Regions from separate parts of the Sus scrofa genome. Here region 2 is linked to region 1. Evidence: chromatin contacts called from public Hi-C data. All regions are on one chromosome and are shown on one strand. The core of a region is the stretch at or near the end of the contact, and the rest is flanking DNA. Distances in the headings are between cores, read along the strand shown.

The links. A called contact is a pair of places that touch in the nucleus more often than the background predicts.
Region 2: a Hi-C map of skeletal muscle shows a contact between it and region 1, with 6 times the contacts expected there. The contact joins two enhancer-like sites. A contact is called at or near these places in 1 of 47 Hi-C or Micro-C datasets (skeletal muscle) and 1 of 2 datasets of contacts at active chromatin or transcription factors (alveolar macrophages).

What each region holds. Positions count from the first base shown.
Region 1 is chr14:35,990,730-35,996,560 of Sscrofa11.1, reverse strand. The region is part of intron 5 of C14H12orf49 (UPF0454 protein C12orf49 homolog); the gene reads right to left. Among named protein-coding and RNA genes, the nearest start is that of MED13L, 68 kb to the left of the region's middle. Within about 2 kb of position 2,715, at least 38 of the 83 cell types and tissues checked have an H3K27ac peak or open chromatin away from gene starts, as enhancers often do. A contact at or near this core is called in alveolar macrophages and skeletal muscle, where this site is marked.
Region 2 is chr14:36,267,765-36,274,298 of Sscrofa11.1, reverse strand. The region is part of intron 4 of MED13L (mediator of RNA polymerase II transcription subunit 13-like); the gene reads right to left. Among named protein-coding and RNA genes, the nearest start is that of MED13L, 210 kb to the right of the region's middle. Within about 2 kb of position 2,513, at least 2 of the 83 cell types and tissues checked have an H3K27ac peak or open chromatin away from gene starts, as enhancers often do. A contact at or near this core is called in alveolar macrophages and skeletal muscle, where this site is marked.

The DNA.
Region 1 (5,831 bases), core at 1,466-3,965:
GAGTTCAAATGGAAACCCCAGGGAATTACTGCCCCAGAGTTCCCTACCCTGGAAATCAGAGCTACTTCCTCCTCTGGGGTGGGGGGGGGCAGGGAGGGGAAAGCACTGATGGTCCAACAATGGCAACCACCAGTGCCACAGGAGCTGATCTGGTAACCAGGCTCTGGATATCAAGCTACCTCCCTCCAAAGCAGTACTGCTCCAGCACAAAAGTTGTGTTTCTGCCTAAAAGGAAAGAGTTGGAGAAATTACTGAAAACACAGTGATGGTAAATTCTGCTCCGAGATAATGGGGACAAGGGTTTTGAAAGAGTTCTCTGATTCTAAGAAAAAAAATTAGAAGGAAGATGAGCTTGTGCCTCCATGAGATGAGAAACCAAGAGACAAAGCAGTATGGAAGTTCTGGCATCAGACCATGCTAAAGAAAAGAGTAAAATAAATGCCATAAAAGTAATGTTTGTTCCCCCTCTCCCTCACTCGCCTATTCTTAGCTAATACTCACAGCATGGTACCTGGAAATCTGAACTCACTAATTTGAACTGTGTGAGGAGAGAAAGTCTAATCGAGTAAATGGTTCAAATGCTAGAATTTATTTGGAAAGAAATGATTTAATTACCTGGAAGAAAGTATAGTTGCAAAAGAAGGAGCATAGGGAAGTGGGGGAGGGGTCTACTTATATGAATATATGAGGCTTATTTGGTAATAGAACATAATTGTTTTCATAAAATGATGCCTAGAGTCCTCAAGAAAGTGCTTGCCCTTCCTCTTCCTGTCTGGATGGGCTTCCCCTACATCATATGATCTGCATTCTTGAGATGATATTCATTCTGCTCTTCCTCTTAGAATATAAGGTGGACAAAGTGCAGGGGAAGTAGCATCTCAATAAAAGAAGGTCCAAAAATGCCACCTCTGTTATACTATTAAGTTCTTTGTCAAAACCTGATGGGATTCAAAGCAGAAGTTTCTTCTTAGGGGAAAGGTTCATGTGAGAAAAACCAGGGATGGAGTCAGGGAAGTTAGGAGGACCATCAGAGCCCCAGTGAAGAAGAGAGGGAAGGAAGGTCTTGTGGGAAGCATCCTAGACCACTGCGCATCTAGGGAAGGCTTGGCAAGGCCCTTGGAGTACAGCTGCTGTGCTCAATCGTGGGCTGGGAGCAGCATCTCCGGCAATATCAGAACCAGCACTGCAGCCCTTGATCAGTTAAGCCCTGTGGTATGAGGTCCTCAACACACATTGTCATGATTGTTCCACCTCTCTTCATAGTTAGGGTGGCTCCTGTGTCAGGTTCAGTTCTTTGAGTGTTTAGAGTAGGGGTTTCTGCACAGCTTTTGGGTATAGTAGACAATCAAAGAGATAATTTTCATGCTAAAGTATTTCAGTTGCTGAGCTATTTCAATAGTTTGTGAAGACCATTGGGGTAAATATTTAAAAATCAAGACAGAGCTTCTCAAGTGTAGTCCTCTTCTGGCAGAAAACACTTGGGATACCTGTTTAAATGTCTTTATTTCTGCCTAGACCTGTCAAATCAAAACCTTGGGAGTTGAGAAACAGAGCTCTATCAGATGCCATATTTGTTTTTTTTGTTGTTGTTGTTTTTTTTTTTTTTTTTGTCTTTTTGTCTTTGTTGTTGTTGTTGTTGCTATTTCTTGGGCCGCTCCCACGGCATATGGAGGTTCCCAGGCTAGGGGTCCAATCGGAGCTGTAGCCACCAGCCTACGCCAGAGCCACAGCAACGCGGGATCCGAGCCTCGTCTGCAACCTACACCACAGCTCGCGGCAACGCCGGATCGTTAACCCACTGAGCAAGGGCAGGGACCGAACCCGCAACCTCATGGTTCCTAGTCGGATTCCTTAACCACTGCGCCACGACGGGAACTCCCAGATGCCATATTTGTTGATAGCACAAAGTAAAGGGAAGCTTGTTTGAGATTATTTACACCAGATCCAAATTAAATGATACCTAAGTGAAATGTAACTACATTTTAATATCGAAATCTTCCTACTTTCTTTTCTTTGCCATCAGTAGCTACATACACCCTTCTGCTTCAAATCCTTCTGTTTTCCAAGTCCTCCTTTCAGACAGCTGGGAAAAAAAAGTTACAACAGTCTCGGAAAACTGGGCTTCAGAGAAAGCAGTAAGATTACTCAATTGTTTCCCCTTTGTTAATTTGAGGCTCTTAAATTATGCATGTTGTTGTGCTCACATTTGCATGTTCAATTCACATGCCTGAGCTACCAGTCAGCAAGATAAAATCAGGCATAATAATTTAAATAACCTGTGTCTGATTTCTCCTCACCCAAATTTCGGGGCTGACAGTCCTTGAGACAAAGAATAGATAATTAAATCACTTGGGAAATGCAAGGGAGGTGCTGGTGGAGTCAGGAAAGGAAGGACGGGGTCAAGGAGCCACCTCCTGCTTCCATCCCTTCTGGACTGCCAACACTTTCTCCTTCCACACCCCACTGGATTTCATAACCTCCACGAGGCCCCTTTCCCAGAAAGGACTGACTGTCTTGATTCTGATCCTTGGGCAAGAAAGGCCAGGAGTGGAGTTTGTCCCTCTGCCTGATGTGGGTAACCTTGAATATAAAGAAACCACCACAATACAGATGGTCCTGAAATTTGAACCAATGCAAGGCAATATGCAGATTAGGAACTTGGAGCCACCGGCCCATTGGCTGATTGCTAGCGTGACGTCACAAAGGCCCAGCCCAAACGTGGCCAGAAGTGCTGTGGGCAAGTTTCTGGACTAGTTTGAAAAGGTTTTATTATTATTTCTTGTATGTGTGAGTCCCCTTTTTAAAAAAAGTGAGCTGGTGCTGGTTTTCTGAATTTCCTGTGTTACGGGAAAAAAAAAAGTGCTCATGTACAGCCAGAGCTGAAGGGCTCAGAGCGGAAGAGCATTTTGTTCTCTGTGTGGCGGCTCTGTCCCTTTACTTAGGGTTGACTGGGGTTTTGAACAAAAAATGACATGAGGGAAAGCTGTGAATTCCAAGTAAGCTATGGGGATTTCATGAACCTCTGCAGCTTGGTGGTTTCTGAGAAGCCCCAGCCTGACCCAAACTCTTTGAGCCAGCTAGTGGAAGTCTTTGGCTGTGATCTTGACTCCAAAGCTAAAGAAACAGTCATAAGAGGTTGGGGGACCCCTGACTTTTCCCTACCTCTATTCCAGGTTCAAGGCAAAGAAGGAATCAAGTTCTCTGACTTGTGAGCTTCTGGCAATTGGCCTCTCAATGTGAAGTTTCCAATTTCAATACCTCTGAAGAGCTGAAGTCATTAGAATGGAGAAAGAAAGCTTCTATAGAGATAACAAAATAGATAACGTCAAGCTTCACACGCCCTGAAAGCTTGTCTTTCCCAAACCGCTGCCCTTGAAATGTCTGGTGGCTCCTATTTGGTCTCCTAGGGCCACTGGTAATTTTTCCAGCATCACTCACCACAGGGAATCTCCCCCTTTCCAAATTGGCACAGGTAGAGATGTAATGCAGCTGAAATGTTTTGGGGTGAGAGGGGCAGGAGGAGACATTCTATGTTGTTTGTTTGGTTTGTCCACATACGTTTTTTTTTCTTGGTTGTGCTCACAACATGCCGAAGTTCCTAGGCCAGAGATAGAACCCGTGCTATAGCAGTAACCAAAGCCACAGCAGTGGCAATGCTGGATCCTTAACCTGCTGAGCCACCAGGGAACTCCTGTCCAGATTCTTTTTTTTTTTAGGGCTGCACTCTTGGTATATGGAGGTTCCCAGGCTAGGGGTCAAATTGGAGCTACAGCTGCCATCCTACACCACAGCCACAGCAACACCAGATCCAAGCCGCATCTGTGACCTACACCACAGCTCACAGCAACGCTGGATCCTTAACCCCTAAGTGAGCCCAGGGATTGAACTGGCATCCTTATGGATACTAGTCAGATCTGTTTCCACTGCACCACAAAGGGAACTCCCCAGATACCATTTTATCTCCTGGTAATACCATCCATTTTTTTCCTTTGGGGTATCATCCCACCCTCACAGCCTTACTCTAGATGGAAGAGGATCCCTTGTCCCCAACTCTGGAGGTGGACACGTGTTCCCAGGCCTGGCCAATCTGTGATTCCCATTCTCCTGGCTACACAGTGACTGATCGGGACTGGGCATGTCATGCACATGAGGTCCGGTGATGGTCAATCCTGGGACCATGATAGGAACTCTCTGGGAATAGGGGCTCTCTTTTCTCACTGAGATTGCTAAACTTATAGGAGGCAGCCTTGGAGCTGATGATGACCATTCTTGCTATTAAACAATGAAGTCAAGTGGAGGCCAGCAGCTACAGCTCTGATTCCACCCCTAGCCTGGGAACTTCCACATGCCACTGGTGCGGCCCTAAAAAGCAAAAAACAAAACAAAACAAAACCCAATGAAGTCAAAACAAGAAACAAACAAACAAAGATGAGCTAAAAGAGAGAGACAGATTTCTGATAACGTTTGGGCACCTGGATCCAGCTGTGCCTAAAACTAATTTCCCTGAACATTTTGGTTAATGAAGCCAATATATTTTCATTTCGATATAAGTCAGATTGAGTTGAGTATTTGTTAATGTAGTAAAAAGAGTCCTCATTTATACATCCAACCACAGGGCAAGGCTTATTCTTACTCTCAAGGAGGGGTTTAGGGCTACATTAGTTCCCAGTACTAGGATGGGAACTACATTGGTTCCTTCTACTAGGATGGTAGAGGAGGGAAAGGGTTGCTGTGATGCCATGCAGGTGACAGATAGAGGAGATTGGTTGTTCTGGAGTGGTGCAGCACAGGGACCAAATCAAGGGGGTTGAGGTCAGATAGGGCTGGGCAACTAATATTGCCTCTCTGAGACTTTTTTCTCCCATGTGTAATATGAGAATGAAAGTCTCTTTCTGTTGTGTGGATGTTTTATGCACAGGGTCTATGTGCATAGTAAATGCTCATAGCAAATATTAGTTAATTCTAGACAACCCACAATGGAAGAGATGGGCTCTCTTCCCTGGCCTCTGGTGGAATGTGGGGACAATGGAGAGGCGAGCTCTCCAACAATTCTGAGCCTCTGTTGACACTGCCAGCCACAAGCACCTGCTAACCAGGCAGCATGCACCTGCCACCTGCCACTCTGAGAAGGGATTCCAATCCAGCCAAGTAGTCGGCCTCCTTTCTAGGCCAGATCCTGACTGTGTGTGGAGTCTGTGAGCCCGCCCACCTGTTCAGAAACCCCAGCTGGGCTCTGTTCGTTCTTTGCCAGTCCCACCCCCCCACCCCCAGCTTCCTTCCTTGATCCCACACCTTCCATGTCCTCGTGGGCACTGTGCTGAGAACCACAGGGGATGCAAGGAAGGAAATCTGCATTTGTAAAACTCCTACCATCTGTCACACTGTTGCCTATGTTTATCTGTCTGCCTCATGAACCTGAGTGTTGTGTTAAACACACCCATTTTACAGAGGCCTGAACTGAGACCATTGCCTGCTGTGGGTGATGGAGCAAAATCCAAATTCTGGGGTGTTTCTTCAAGGCCCAATACTTCCTGCCCCTCTCACATGCTGCCTACCACAAATAGAGAATATACGTAGTGAAATGATGTCACAAAAAACGTGATACACAGTTGTACTTGTGGGCCTTTATTCCAGAGAAATAAAAAGTAATGGTCATACAAAAACCTGTACATGAATGTCTATTGTGGCTTTATTCATAATTACCCCAAACTGGAAACAACCTAAATGTTCCTCAATTAGAGGATGGATTAAAAAAATTGTGGTACACCCATACTGCGGAATATTATTCAGCAATAGAAAGGAATGAACTATTGATATTTGCAATAACTCAG
Region 2 (6,534 bases), core at 1,264-3,763, 280 kb before region 1:
AAGTAGGAATCTTTAATAGAAAGAAAAAAAAGACACAAAGTAAGATTTTTATTTGAGTACTTTAACAGACTCTCTTTATACACAAGTTTGGAGAACCCTATCAAAATATAGGATGAATGAAGGTTACTGCAAGAAGATTACTTTTTTCTTGCACATTTTTAATTAAAGTATAGCTGATTCATATTGTTGTGCTAATTAGAAGAGGATTTTTTTTAAACTAATTACCTCAGTAGTGCAAGTACCAAATCCTAACCACTAGACCTCCAGGGAGCTCCCTAGAAGATGATGTTAAATCTCGATAAATGATTACAAAATAAAGAAGTAGATGCTTTATCTCCTCTATTATATTTATTACACATTACTTGAACATAGTCTGTGATGAACTCAACAAGTAAGAAGGAGAAAAAGCACACAACAAATATTTTTCATGCATTACCCCTCCTTTAAACCTCTTCATTAGAGTAATATAACCATAGGAGTAAAGAACACAAATTTTAGAGCAGAAATCTGAATCTGTAGCATGACTATCTACGCCACTCATTATGAAAAAACACTATGGACACTTCAGTGTTCTCACCTATAAAATGAAGATAACAGTTCTTACATTATAGGATTAAAATGAAGGATTAAGTGAGTAAATGAACACAAAGCTTTTAGCAAATTCTCAGAACACAGACTCAAATGGCAACACAGGGATCATTCATGAATGAATTTCATTTTCTAAATTACTTTAGACTATCTGAGGGATTAGATGGAAAGATATTTGAAAGTATTTGACTTAAAATCAGTCTTATTCACCAAGACCGTGTTCAACTATCACTCTCACAAACACAAATACGGAACGGACCCTTAAAACAAAATTCATTTTTGCCTATCAATTTGAGGGAAGATCAAATAAGGGAACTTCACCAAAAATTATATACTGCCCCCTTATGTGATATGTGGATAAGGGTGGTGGGGTGCTTTGTTAATCTAGCACTGGGGAGTTTTCTGGGCCTCAGATGTGTCTGACAGCTCACACAGCAAGTACACTGTTGACAACACAAAGCCAGAAGAATCCCCAAAACATCAAGGCTCATTTTATAGGACACAGTCTTAACACGCCCTTTTAAAAAAATAGCAGTTTAAGAATTTATTGATAGTCTGTTCTGCAAGACTATATTCTACTGATTACCGCTTTTCAAACACTAACACTTTTCAAATATAAACAGTCCTGAAATATGGTTTAGAATTTCTAAAACATCCAACTAAAGAATTCCTCCTTGGCATAAACCCAAATGTGGATAGGAAAATATTGACAATGCTGTGGCAAAGAGGACAGTAGAATCACTGGCCTATAAATTTGTTTCCTGACCCCTGCTGCCTGTTTATTGCCTCAGGATTGACAATAGCTTTACTCAAGAAATCTGAATTCTAATGTACTACCCTGAACTGACTACCCACATATGCTTTTCAGAGTGTCAGTGTTTTGGATTTTAACTCTATATTTTAAGTACACTCAGTCTCTGCTCTCTAGGGAACTGTTAGGATTTTAATCTAAAGCAATACTTGTCTATTACTGTTGTGCACAACCATATGCTAGCGATGGCATCACCTTTTATGTACTCATGGTGACCCACATAAAAAAGCATATGCTGGAGTTTCTGCAATCTGGTGTTGCCAGAGCTTCCTTGGCTTGCAGCTGCAGCTCAGACTTGATCTCTGGCCTGGGAACTTCCATATGCTGTGGGTGTGGCAATATAATAATAATAATAATAAATAAAAGAACATATGTTGGAATTCCTGCTGTGGCACAATGAGATCAAGGGTGTCTCTGCAGCTGCAGGGATGGAGATTCAATCCCTTGGCTAGCACAGTGAGTTAAGGATCTGGTATTGCCGCAGCTGTGGCATAGGTCACAACTCTGGCTCAGATGCAATCCCTGGCCTGGGAACTCCATATACTGTGGGGGTTGCCAAAAAACAAGGGGGAAAAAAAAAAAAAGAGTATATCTTTCCAAGGTATAAAAATCTAATGAGGGAAGAAAAGGCAGGGCCCCAATTTGAGATTAACAACCTGAGAGCTCTGGTTATAACATGGGAAATAAAATGGACACAAGAGCCAAGGTACTCAAAAGAATGCAGCACTAATGCAATGACCCAGTCCAAAAAAATAATAAAGGTGCTGCTTCCCAAAAGTGACTGAGAAAAACTCAAAGCCCAAGGAATACAGAGGCTCTATCTCATCTGAAGAGTTGATATCTTATCCCCCAGCAGTTCAAAAGGTAGATGCTTCTTATAAGCCAGAAATTTAGTGGTAGAAATGGAAAATAATGCCAAAGGAATCCTGAACATCCCTATTAAAGTTGATACTTGGAACCAAGATTTGTTGGCCAAACTCATCATTTTTCGTTTAGAACAATCCCAGCATTTGTCTTTTTTTTTTCTAAATGATGATGCCTAGCCTAGATTCCTTCACTGTTCCAAGTCCTGACCAGTTTTTTTAATTGGTGTGGGTTCCCAAAACAACATGTTGAACTGCCTGACCCACATTCTTGTCCAAGCTACAGAGTCTCAAGACCTATCAGAACCTATCCAAGTCCAGAGCAATGAGGTATGAGCAGAGTTATGAGAAAGCAGAAGGTATGAAAGCAGGCTCAAAGTCTAGCCTCCTTTAAACTGCTAGCTAACTTTGAGTAGGTTGCTTAACCTTATTGCACATTAGGTTTTACATCCATAAACTGAGGGTAATTATTACCTAATAAGATTACCATGATTAAATAATCTGAGAAAAATGCTTAGAAAAGTAATACTACTACTTTAATTAATAAATGTTAAGATATTATTTCATTTACATAAAAGGCTAACCAGAAAGAAATACTCACGAGTATCATTTGTTCCTTATTTAACCAGCATTACAAAAGAAATAAAAACTAGTTAACATCAATTATGCTTCAATACAGCTGGAAAAATTTTTGAAGAAATAAAAAACTGTCAGAGGACCAGTCATTAAAACATCCATCTACCTATCATCCACTTACTGAAATCCTACAGACTGGGCACTGTGCTCAACACATTAGTTTTTAGTCAAGTATCAATCAAATATCAGTCAAGTTAGGGTGGGGGAGAAATAGGGTAACTTTATATGGCCATAAAAAAATAATTGTAAGAATCTATCACCTCTTGCTATCCTTGGTTCATAGACTTCAAAGAATCAGTGCCAGAGGTCATTTTGTCCCACACCTTCATTTTACAAAGAAACTGGTACCCAGAAAGAAGATCTGTATAGAACCTTTACCATTTTTAACGAGTTATTTTACGTTAATGTAAGCATCGTGTACATTTGGTATTCCTGATCACTTAGAAGCACATTTTAGATATTATCTAAGAAATCTCAATAGTGAAAATATAAATTCATATTGAAAAAGTATTTTTGCTTGGCTATTGAAAATTGGAGGTAGGTTTTTGTTATTGACTAAATATAAATTATGCAACTAGAAACATTATGAAAAAAAGCTTTTTCCATAATACCATATGTCAAAAATGGTATTACAAGATGAAAAAAATAACATGAATTTTACAGATCTCATTTTGTGTACTATATCACTATTTAGAAAGACTGGACCCTTCTAACATTTTTTTTTAAACAGACTAACAATAAATAATTGTTATTTATCCTTAAATGTCACTAGCCTTGGTTTTGTCCATTTATTTTTATTTTTATTTTTGCTTCTTCAATAGATGTGTAGGTATCCTTCCCATTTGTTTTCATCTGCATTTAAGAAACAGGATGAATGAACAAAACACTTTTCTTATAAAGTCTGGTGTAAAGATTACTGTAAAACCTGAATGAAATTGAGTCTTTTCTTCATAAATAATGCCTGTTTTTATTGATCAACCATGAGCACAGAGGAGAAGGGTCTAATTAATATGTTCATTTTTAGTATTTTCTGGGACTTATACTTGACATATTTATCATGATCAGACTATTGCTTTTCTTTAGTACTGCTTGTTTTCAAGTACTTTTTGAAAAATCTTAATGAAACCACCAAAAGATAGATAAATCATCATTGATTGCTTCAATAGGATTTTTTTAAGGCCTTATTTTATTTTTGCTTTTTAGGGCCACACTTGCAGCATATGGAGGTTCCCAGGCTAGGAGTCAAATCAGAGCTACAGTCGGCTGCTTACACCACAGCCACAGCAACGTGGGATCCAAGCCACATCTTCGACCTACACCACAGCTCACGGTAATGTCAGATCCCTAACCCACTGATCAAGGCCAGGGATCAAACATGCATCCTCATAGATACTAGTAGGATTCCTTTCTGCTGCACCACAGTAGGAACTCCTTAAGGCCTTAAAGTATAACCAAGATAAATAAATTTTACTGGAGTATATACCTTTGATGAGGATGTTTCATTCCACACTTGACTTCAGTGCATATATTCTAAATATATATTCTAAATTATCAGTTTCATGCTTTTTCCATTTTAACACATACTTTTCTCAGATTATTATAATGTTTCCTTTCCAAATAATTTTATTTCACCTTGACAGGGATTTTTTATATTCATATGTAGTTGACTCTATTCTAAACTATGTTATTTAACTTTTTTCCTTGGGGGTGGGGGGAGTGATGAATTTTAAGAATCATAAAATTTAAACAACTTTTATGTTTTTAATATCTTAGGAACAGGTAAGGTAATCCTACATATATCCTTTTTACTCATTAGAATCATGCCTAAGTATTTTTTCACACACACTTGACTATAATTATGATAAGTTTTATATAGCACAAGTACCCGCTCACTTTTGACATCATGTATTAAGAGCTAGACTAGATAAAATAATGTCTAAGTATATGGGCTATTATAAGACAGGCACTTCTAATCCCAACACACATTTTTGGAGTCTAACAGGCCAGAATTTAAATCCCCAATCCACATCACTAGCTGTGTGACTTTAAGCAAACCACATATCTCTCTGAGCTTTACTTTTCACATCTGTAAAATAATCATCTCTCCCTAGAGGTTATTATGAAGATTAAATGAAATGTTCATTTGACTAATAAGCAAACATATGTCTGGCAGTCTTCTAAGTGCCTTATAAATATTAACTCATTTAATTCTCATAATAATCCTATGATGTAGGGACAACAATTACCTTTTTCTTTTACAGATAAACTGGAAAAAAAGAGATTAAGTAACTTTTACCTGCCTAAGTTCACACCACTGGTAATTGGGAAAGCTAGATTTGAATCCAGGCAGTCTGACCTCAAACTCCAGAATCTTAAGCACCATATTAAGGTGTATGGCAAACTACTAAAAGCACTTGCCCGCACCAGACACCAGGCATAATGATAAGAATGACAATAAAACATACAGTAGCAGCCTAGCAAAGAAGCGAACAGTACCCCAGAGGCCCAAATACGTATGGCTGGGAGCTACAATTTTGACTAAGATGACATATAAAGCACAAATAAGTACTTCTGGATTAAACTTCTATAGTACGGAACTCCCTAAAAATACAAATGAATAATTCTGCTTTAGGAATTTAAAAAGAAATCACCAATGAACAATATTATAAATCATAAGGGTTAGGGTTAGGGCTTAGATTTTCTTAACATTGTGAAATGAATCTTATAAATAATATTTTAGTCCTATTAACACTTAGCAGTCAATTTCAGCTATAAAGAAGAGGTACTGGAGTGCTCATTGTGGCACAGCAAAAAAGAATCCAACTAGGAACCATGAGGTTGCAGGTTTGATCCCTGGCCTCGCTCAGTGGGTTAAGGATCTAGTGTTGCCGTAAGCTATATAGTGTAGGTCACAGACGAGGTTCGCATCCTGTGTTGCTGTGGCTGTGGCATAGCTCTGGCTCCAATTCAACTCCTAGCCTGGGAATCTCCATATGCCATGGGTGCAGCCCTAAAAAGCAAAATAAATAAATAAATAAAAATTAAAAACTGTTGCAATTCTCACTTAAAATAAAAAATTTAAAAATATAGGTATAACGTAGAGGTACTAATTTTTAAAAGAAAATACTCAAGTATACTTTATTACTATAAACATTCAGAAGAAAATTAAATGTATCATTTTATGTTTACTTTAAAAATGACCAGTATTCTAATTTACGATGCACTATACGTTCATTACAGAAAACTAAGAATACAGGGGTATGGAGAAGAAAGCAAGAATCACCAGTAATTCAGTATCATCATATATAGTTTGAGATATTTAATTTCCAGATGGTGACAGCTTCTTTCTTTCAATTCCGAAAACAGATGAAATTTCATGAACCAAAGTAATTATTTGTCAAGGTGCTTCAAGAAAGAAATGTTCTTCAATTAGGGGAAAAACATTAATTCCATTTACACTGTTTTAAATAATAAATGCTTTCTCCACTTTTTATGCTCATGTAAACTAAGTTCAGTTAACAGACATGACTGACTGAATCCAACTAAAATGTTTTTTAAAACAATTTAAACTAATTTTGATGAGAGTTAAATGCTTAGAAACTGATTACTAATTAATGACAAACATTAGAATTAAAA